Regions from separate parts of the Mus musculus genome. Here region 1 is linked to region 2. The links are chromatin contacts, called in public promoter capture Hi-C maps. All regions are on one chromosome and are shown on one strand. Each heading gives the region's core, a stretch centred on a gene start, on an enhancer-like site or on the middle of the called end of the contact. The rest is flanking DNA. Distances are from core to core; before and after follow the strand shown. Region 1 holds the start of Ywhaq (tyrosine 3-monooxygenase/tryptophan 5-monooxygenase activation protein theta). Region 2 overlaps Asap2 (ArfGAP with SH3 domain, ankyrin repeat and PH domain 2).

Evidence for each region. Promoter capture Hi-C pulls out the DNA fragments that hold promoters and counts their contacts.
Region 1: a contact with region 2 is called in a promoter capture Hi-C map of liver. The contact joins the promoter of Ywhaq here to the enhancer-like site in region 2. A contact is called at or near these places in 9 of 39 promoter capture datasets (the C10 cell line, cranial neural crest, embryonic stem cells and 6 more), 3 of 484 Hi-C or Micro-C datasets (LSK cells, cranial neural crest and embryonic stem cells), 4 of 115 datasets of contacts at active chromatin or transcription factors (bone marrow-derived macrophages, extraembryonic endoderm stem cells and pancreatic cancer cells) and 1 of 9 other capture datasets (liver).

The regions. Positions count from the first base shown.
Region 1 is chr12:21,416,181-21,420,626 of GRCm38.p6, forward strand. It overlaps Ywhaq (tyrosine 3-monooxygenase/tryptophan 5-monooxygenase activation protein theta), which reads right to left and starts at 1,256. Exons shown (of 5, transcript NM_011739.3): 1 at 618-1,256. The coding sequence starts at 911. Gm4419 (predicted gene 4419) reads left to right here and starts at 1,702. Exons shown (of 4, transcript NR_166748.1): 1 at 1,702-1,902; 2 at 2,036-2,110; 3 at 2,450-2,654.
Region 2 is chr12:21,134,106-21,138,463 of GRCm38.p6, forward strand. All of the region lies in intron 1 of Asap2 (ArfGAP with SH3 domain, ankyrin repeat and PH domain 2), which reads left to right. Among named protein-coding and RNA genes, the nearest start is that of Asap2, 25 kb to the left of the region's middle. Within about 2 kb of position 2,501, at least 139 of the 459 cell types and tissues checked have an H3K27ac peak or open chromatin away from gene starts, as enhancers often do. A contact at or near this core is called in embryonic stem cells, extraembryonic endoderm stem cells, liver and 1 more, where this site is marked.

The sequences.
Region 1 (4,446 bases), core at 6-2,505, 280 kb after region 2:
AAAACCTGGAAAGCCTTCCTTGCCCATCCACACCAGAAATGCTTTCATTTCCATACACCGGACTAAAGTGAGGCAACAAATAGAAAACAAACAAACAAACACTATTAAATAGTGAAATTTGACCAGGGCATGGTATTCTTCAAATTATCTGTATCCTTTTCATCCAGTGAACTCATCCACCCACCCACCCCCACACCTCTTTAGCAAGGAAAGGCTCAACATATTCTTACATGAAAAATAAAACATGTCTAGATTTTTCACTCCTAAATCTTGGGGGGCTGGGGAAATTCTAGCATCTCTATGGTAAAAGTCCCCATGCCTTCTACGACATGAAAGAACTTACAGATCTCAGGACCACTCTCCTGGCACAAGGTTAAATAGGTCTTTTTCAGTCTTGTGCAAGCCTACGCGGCTACTCCCCCCAAGTTTTTGTACCCCAGAGCTTGGGAAAAAAAGAGTTACCCACCCCCGAGAAAGCTCTGAAACAGGTAAGAAGGAAGCCTGGGGCTCAAATCACAAACTCTCTATCCCACAGGTTTCTCCCCATCGGGAACACCACACAAAAGGGGTGTCGCTCCCGCCGCCCTACTCCCTCACTAATGCCGGCGCCAACTCACCAGGACCGTGGTGCAGATGGACCTCAGCTCCGACTCCACTTTCTCCCGATAGTCCTTGATCAGCTGCAACTTCTTGTCAGAGGTGTCGGTCTTCTGCTCAATGCTCGAGATGACCCTCCAGGCGGACCTGCGGCCCCCTACCACGTTTTTGTAGGCCACCGACAGCAGGTTGCGCTCCTCGTTGGACAGCTCGGCGCCCTGCTCCGTCACGGCTTTCATGCAGGTGGCCATGTCGTCGTAGCGCTCGGCCTGCTCGGCCAGCTTGGCCTTCTGGATCAGCTCGGTCTTCTCCATGGCGAGCGAGGGCGAGCGCCGAGCCGGATCCGGAGTCCTCCTGAGAGCCGCGAGGGGCGGGGCGGGGCGGCGCCGGCGAGGACAAAAAGGAGCGAGGAGAGAGCGCGTCAGACAATGCAGCCGGACGCCCGCTTTGTCTCAGCGCACGAGGCGGCGCGTCCTCCGGCCTCTCACGGGGCCGCCGCCTTCCGCCCGCGCCCTCCGGCCCGCCCGCCGCGCCTCCCCAAGGCCGGAGCGCGGGCCCCACCCGGCCCAAGATGGAAGCGGCCGTTGGTGCCGCACCTTCCCGTCCCAGCCCGAACCTCAGGCGCGCGGTAGCCTAGCAGATATGAGGACCGTGCTCCGCCAACCCGGCCTCGGTACCTCGCGGCGGCTGTTGCAGCCGCAGTCCCAGAGCTGTGTCCGCACTCACCTTCTAGTCTCCGCAGCCGCGACGCGAGTCCCACCACTTTGATCTGCTTTGGGCTTTAGCCGAGGACCCTCCCGTCTCAGCCTAGCACGGAGCCGACGAGCTCGCCACCGACCAATAGAACGCTGCACCTCCCCAAGGAGTCCCGCCTCTAGCTTCTCCTCTGTCCAATGAGGGGCGAGCGCGCGGAAGGGGGCCCAGGGGGCGGGGCGGGAAGCGAAGCGGAGGCTCCGAGGGTGGGTCGGCTCGGGTAGGTTCGGTTGGCCCGCAGGCTGCGGCTTCGGCCACGGGGTTTCCTCCAATTAGATCCAGGGTGAATGGACGTCACTGTTGCCATGGCGATGCTTTTCCAACTCCCCTCATCCTCCCCGCCAGCCCGGCACTCCTGGGTGCGGCACGGGACCGGAGGTGCTTTCGACCTCCGAGGCTGCGACCGCGTGTCCTGTAGCAGCAACCACTGCAGATGGGGCGTTGCAGCTCTCGAGCTGCTGCGGCTGCAGCTGGACTTGGCAGGGGTGAGATAATTAGCCCTTTTGATGCACAAGCGCCTTCCTTTCTTCTACCTTCCTGTTCTTGACAAAGGTTTGTATCCCCAAGACATTAAAATGCAACCCTTACAATTTTCCTGTTTCGGCTACAAATTAGAAATATCCTGATCCCCATTAAAAAAGGATTCGTTCCCAGAGAAAGTGGCTTAATTCAAGTTTTCACACAGGCACCCGAAAGCCAGCAATTCCCTTATGGAAAGGTAGATTCAGGAGATCTGGGCAGGACTGCGTGGCAGCGTCAGGTAAGCATTTCTTTAAAACGGGGAAATGACATTAAGCACGATTTGAACAAACACAGCTGTGACTACCCGATCCCCGGAAGCATATTTCTTAAACATTTCTTTACTACTTTTCCACATTAATGTCTAAGTACACCCTGCCCCGAACACACACACCTTTGTACTCTGTAAAGCATGTATGCATGCTTTTGTTTTTTGTGTGTGATGGGTTTTTTTTCTCCTGATATATTTGTGAAGATCTCATGTTTTTCTCTGCACAATAAACACCCTTCTGAAATGAGAGCATTTGCCCCAGATGCCATGTATTCAGGGTCACAGCTAACATTTTTCTCCTTTAAATAGGCTCCCTTATTTCCTAGCCCTCAATCCAATTCCTAGTGAGGTGGCTGTCCTACCGGACTCAAAGAATGAAACTGCCACCTGGGCTCTGAAGAGATGCCAGTTCCAGTAGTTCCTCAAGGGTTCAAAGAACTTCAGTGACTGCCACAGGCAAAGTGGATTCAAATGCTAAACGGAACCAAGCAGACCGAAGACTGCAGAAAGGAAGGTCTGACACTGAGCACAGATGGGGGGGGGGGGGGGAAGAGACGAAGCTTCCAGAAATTCAGATCTCCTCCCAGCTGCCCCTCCCTACCCAACTTGTAAAGGTTGCTTTGTGCTTTGACCAGGAGAGGCCTGGTTGGAAAGTGACTCTACTCTGTCTTAATACAGAAACGCCTTACTATGCTCCAGTGCAGCGGCGGACGGCCCGGTGTTATTTCTGGAATCCCCAAGGCCAGGCTGCAAGACACACGAGCGTTTATGTTCCTGTGGGTTGGGGTGGAGCTGGACACACAGAAATCCCAACGGATAAAATGCCTTCTGTATAAGCAGTGGATTTCAAGATTCCCTAAATTAGAGCAGCAAACCCAGCCCATAGAGAGGAGACGCCCATGGAGGTGATGAGAGAGGAGACATATGAAGGGAAATTGTCAAAAAGGTTGTTTCTGAGTGAGGCCTACCCAAAAGAGGCACGTGCCAAATATTTACCACAAACAAGCTCATATGATCATGTGAAATCAAAAACTGACACATTATGAAATTGTAATATCTGAGGGACTCCATAGAATCTGCTTGTGTCTGAAAAAAAAATTCTTGGTACTTCAAGTCCCAGAACACAGAAAAGCTGACATTTAGAGTGGCTTTATTTGTTATTATTTTATTTATTTATTTATTTATTTATTTTAAAAGATTTATTTATTTATTATATGTAAGTACACTGTAGCTGTCTTCAGACACTCCAGAAGAGGGAGTCAGATCTCGTTACGGATGGTTGTGAGCCACCATGTGGTTGCTGGGATTTGAACTCCTGACCTTCGGAAGAGCAGTCGGGTGCTCTTACCCGCTGAGCCATCTCACCAGCCCTATTTTATTTATTTATTGAGGGTCACACTGCATTTAAATCCTGCAAGGATTAACTCATTCAATATACTTGATGCCACTAAAAGGGAAATGTTGTAAACACCATCTCCAATTTAAAAAAAAAAAAAAAAAAAAAAAGGAAAATGAGACACAGCCTGATCATGGTCATGGACAGGTCACTCAGCTACCCAGCAGCAAAAACTACATATATGGACACATGTGGTGTTTGTGTCATCCTTGAATCTTTGCTGCGGCTGTTCCTCCTAGTCTTCTCCAGCTCTGATAGGGGTTGTAAGGATTCTAAGGCCCTGACTAGTCTGTCTTCTTGGAAGTTCATCCGAGAACATACAAGAGGTATTTAGCATCACGCCAATGTGTTGGAAAGGGTTCTTAGAAAACAGTCAGCAAAGAAAGTACTTTGTAGTTATCTTATTTTTCCTGATTCCCCTACGAAGAAGTCACTGGAACAGAACAAGGCACATTCATTTTGCAGCCAGATGATCCTCAGTCTCAGTCCTTGATATTTACGGTTTGACCTTGGGCATCTTGTTCCTCTTTGGATCTCAGTTCCTAGACCTATAACCTGTAAAAACAGTTCCTAACTCAAGAGAGTTAAGTCAGCTATCACGTAAGAAAATATGGGTGGCCTCACAACTATCTAGTAAGTAGTATTAGTTTTTGCCTAGTTTCTTCCTTCCCTCTGCTTGGGGCTGGGGAAGGTATCCTGCTAAGAGGAGCTTGGGAGCCTTGTGAAATGTTATTGAAAACCTCTCTTAGGTCAGGCGGTGTTAGCGGCAGATTTCTGAGTTCGAGGCCAGCCTGGTCTACAGAGTGAGTTCCAAGACAGCCAGGGCTATACAGAGAAACCCTGTCTTGAAAAACCAAAAAAGAAAAAAGAAAAAGAAAACCCATCTCTTGAATCTTTGCTGTAATCAGCA
Region 2 (4,358 bases), core at 1,251-3,750:
TCCTGGGAGTTGTGGAGTTACTGGTTCTAGGAAAGCTTGCAGTTTAAAGGTTGAATTTGGAGCTGGGTGTGGTGACGCACGCCTTTTAAACCCAGTGCACTGGAGGAAGACGCAGTCAGAACTCTGTGAGTTTGAGGCCAACCTGGTCTACAAAGAGAGTTCCAGGAAAAAAAAAAAAAAAAAAGCAAGAGGCTGTTTGAGCCAGTTTCACCCTGTGTGGGAGGAGCAGGGAGGAAGAAATTCCAGGTTAAACACTCCCAGCTGCTGTTTATTCCAGATCCACGGCTAGCAGAGCTCCGAATGGCTGCCCGTGAGGGTGGGGAAGAAGCTGCCAGTCTGTGTTCCGGGTTTCTTTCACTCAGTGGGACCAAGTTTGCTCTGTGTTAGGAGATTGAGAGATAGGGCTTTGAAAGGGTCTGATTCATCAGTCATTGTTCGGGAGGACTGGGAGGTTAACTCTGGCGGTAGCTTCTGATAGGGATCTGCAGCTATAATGGAGACCTGTATTATGCTAGGGCTTTGAAGATTCTGTGGAGCAGTGATGAGCAGGGGCACCACCTGTGCTCTCGGCCTGCTCTCCTGCCCTTCCGATTGTCTCGTGGCAATGAGCCGGCAGTGTAGGTTATGCTGATGAAAGGCTTTTTACTAAAGCGCTCCTTGTTTCTTTATAGGCTCAATAGCTGTTTAGTGTTTGTGACTCCCCCTCCCATCTCCACCCCCTGCCCAAAGAAGGGGCTTTTTATAAATTCTTCAGATTTCATTCTTTAGTAATACTTATGAGTATGGTGGGCTGGGATTACTATGTTTTAAAAGAAAATGCAGAGAAAGGGTACAGTTGGCCTGTTTCCTACAGAGCTTGTGTTCTGCCTTAGCCTGAACAGTGCTCAGAGCATCTGTCTATCTGCCTTGAAGCCTGCTGGACTTGAACTCCAGTCGCTGGCTTCACCTGCTGACACTGTTGTGACCCGGGGAAACACCTCATTTACTTGTTTAAGGAATACTTATATTGCACTTACCGCATACCTGACATGGTGACGGTGCTCAGTGAGTGTTTGTTTTTTTAAAGATTTATTTATTTATTATATGTAAGTACACTGTAGCTGTCTTCAGACACTCCGGAAGACGAAGTCAGAGTTGTTAAGAGGATGGTTGTGAGCCACCATGTGGTTGCTGGGATTTAAACTCAGGACCTTCAGAAGAGCTGAGCCATGTCTCCAGTCCTCTCAGTGAGTGTTAAACACAGTCTGTGTGTGTTGTCATCTCATCCACGTTTAGAGAAGAAAGGGTGCCCAAGAGATGTTGAAAAGCCGGAGGTCCAGGCCAGCTCAGTCTTGGGTTCCACTTTGTCCTGACTCTGACTGTCCCACCTGTCATCTCTCTGGGTTTGAATTTTGAATCTGTAAGACTGGAGACATTCGTAGTTTGGCTGCCCTGAGTCAGGATTGCTGTAGGAGCAGTTGGTCCATGAGCCCTGCTGAGTGGTAAGAGTATCTCAAAATTACATGAGGAGCCAGAAACTGTTGGGACACTTGGAAAGCCAACCTGTGGGGCTGGAGGAAACACGCAGATCCTGACCAAAGTCTCCAAAGCAGGCTCTGCCCACAGTGTGAATCCAGGAGCTGGAACTCTCATTCCAAGTCCCAGGGCTGGTGGAACTGAGGAGCAGAAAGGTGGACCTGCCTAGCACCAGATGGCTGTGTTACTGAGTTGGATACATCTGGGGTAGTCCAGCTTACAGGCTGATCAGCCTGAGGCTGTGGGGCTCTTTGCAAAGGCCCAGCCAACGGCCACTTCCGGCCCTGTAAATTCCTGATTAGCTTTCCATATTGTCTTTTTGTTCATTCTCTTTAGAAATTCGCTCCCACACCTTCCTTCCATTGCATTTCTAGAAATATCCCACTTTTCATGACTCACTGATTGAACATATCCTGTTTGGGGAAGTGTTCAGAGGAATTTCAGAGCGGGCACGTTGACTGCCAGTGATAAGTGGTGCAGACAGGAGCCTGGGAGCCGGCTCTCCCAGCCTCCCCCAAGGCCCCAGACAAGGAGTGCAGCTCCTGTTCTCAACCGACACACCCACTGACACACCCACTGCAGTTTTCCCTTCAGGCTGTGAGTAGGAACCTGAGTGTGGCTAGAGTGACTGATGTCCACTGAATCAAATCAGAGATGGTGCCTGGAGTTTGAACCTGGCTGGGTGGGATGACCTTTTGAACCACACAGATGCCCTGTCTTCCTGGTATCAGGATTGTATCATGGAGCAGGGAGGGGCTGTGTCCCTGGAGACACAGTCACTCCCAGAACCTCATGTATGAGGAGAGGCCAGGAGGCCTTGCAGGATGGCAGTGTTATGCATGGAGCACAGAATGCCAGCCTTGTCTTTGGATGCTCCGATTTTGCTCACGGCCTTGTTTGTTATTTCACAAGCTAGAATGTTGCTCCCAGTCTCCAAGGCTGGGTGTGTAGCTCATGCCAAAATCCTTCTCTTTTGTATAGCCAAAGGCTCTTGGCAGGCTTACACTGTGGCAGAGGACAGGCAGTGAAGTAAGAGGAAGAAAAAGCTGGGGCAGCCTCAGGCACAGCAGAGGCCATGGTGTGCTGGTGGCTGAGAAGTAGCTGGATGCTGAGATGTTGCTCCTGTTGAGTGGCAGTGTAGTCAGATAGGCTGTGAGGATGGTGTTGAGAAAACAGTCAGCCAGTTTTGCAAGGTGCTTTGAATCCAAAGGTGCCTCAAGATGCAGAAAGTGGTTGAGAGGCAAGCTGTGTAGGTCTCCTCGAGAATGGGGTAGGTGGTGGGACGAGAGAGGTGCTGCTGAGTCTGGGCAGCTGTGATTCAGAGGGATTCTCGGCAAGGTCTGGAGACATGTTTGAGTGCTCAGGGCAAGGGGTGCTTCTGGCGTCTAGTGGGTGAAGCCAAAGGTGCTACCAAATGTCCCATAGTGCACAAGAATGCCTGGGCCACGGAGAACACTACTGTTCTTAGTGTTGTTAATTCTGAGGTCCAAAGACCCTGCGCTGGGTGGTCCCAGATCACTGGAGAAGAGAGAAGGACCTTGGCGGATCTGAGTAGCTATGTGTGTGTGTATGAGTTCATGTATATTTGAGTGTGCAGTATACGCATGTGTATATGTTTGGTGTGCACATGTGTGGAGACCGAGGCTGATATGTATCTTACTTGATTGCAGCCATATATGTATTATATATTATAAATTATATATGTGAAATAATATTATTTTATTTTTTGAGACAGAGCCTCTCACTGATTGGTGAGACTAGCCAACTGGCAAGCTCCAGGGACTCGCCCATCTCTGTCTTCCCACCATTTGCCTTCAAACCTGGCATTTTCTGTGAATGCTGGAGATCCAGACTCAGGTCCCGTGCTTTAGTGGTGAGCACTTGACCCAGTGAGCATCTCTCCAGATTTGTATAAGCTGAAGTCTGTAGGTAATTGAGCACCACAAGGCAAAGACCATGTTTTCAGGACGCCTGGTGACATTAAGTCTGTGGAGACCTTCAAAGAGATGGATTAAAATGATGATTCTCCTAGACTCCTGATGTAGCTCCATCTTAGTTATGATTACATTTCATTGACGCGTGTGTGTGTGTGTGAACATGTACCTGTATCCACTGAGCCACCCTGCTCACTCCTGTAGCCTCATCTTTGCATTATTATTATTTTATATTTTTAATTTGAAATGTGCCCAATACCAAATGTATTTTGGAGAGTGTTCCAAACCAGAATCTTTTGTGTTAAGAAGATTAATAAAACTAAAATGGTATAAACACTCTTAATTTAGTGTTTATTAAATAGGAGGGCCTTATCAAAGAGCCAAGGGGAATTTAAAGATTGGTGGAATTAATTTAAAGTATTAAAAGCCAGTACATGATTGTGTATGCCCCAGTCCCTCCCTCTTTCTCTCTCAGATACACAGTGCATTCTTCCTCCTCCTCCTCCTTCTCCTCCTCTTCCTCCTCCTCCTCGTCCTTCAAGACAGGGTCTCTATAACCTAGGTCGGTTTCAAATTCTCATGCCACCATCCCCCACCCCACCCCCAACTAGGATCATGAACATGCATCACCACACCTGGCCACAGTTAATTATTATTATTTGCATTCTTTTCTGCATGTATATATGTATGTGTATTGCATTCATGCTTGGAGCCCGTAGAAAGGTCAGAAGAGGGTGTCAGGAGCTTGGATGGCTGAGAACCAAACCAGGGTCCACTGCAAGAGCAAACAGTACCCTTAACCACTGGGCCATCTCTCCAGCCCCCTAATTATTGTTTTCCTTTAGTCTCTTTGTCTTTAACAGGGAATGGGTTTATTCTAAGTACATGCTGACTGCTCCTGGTCTACTT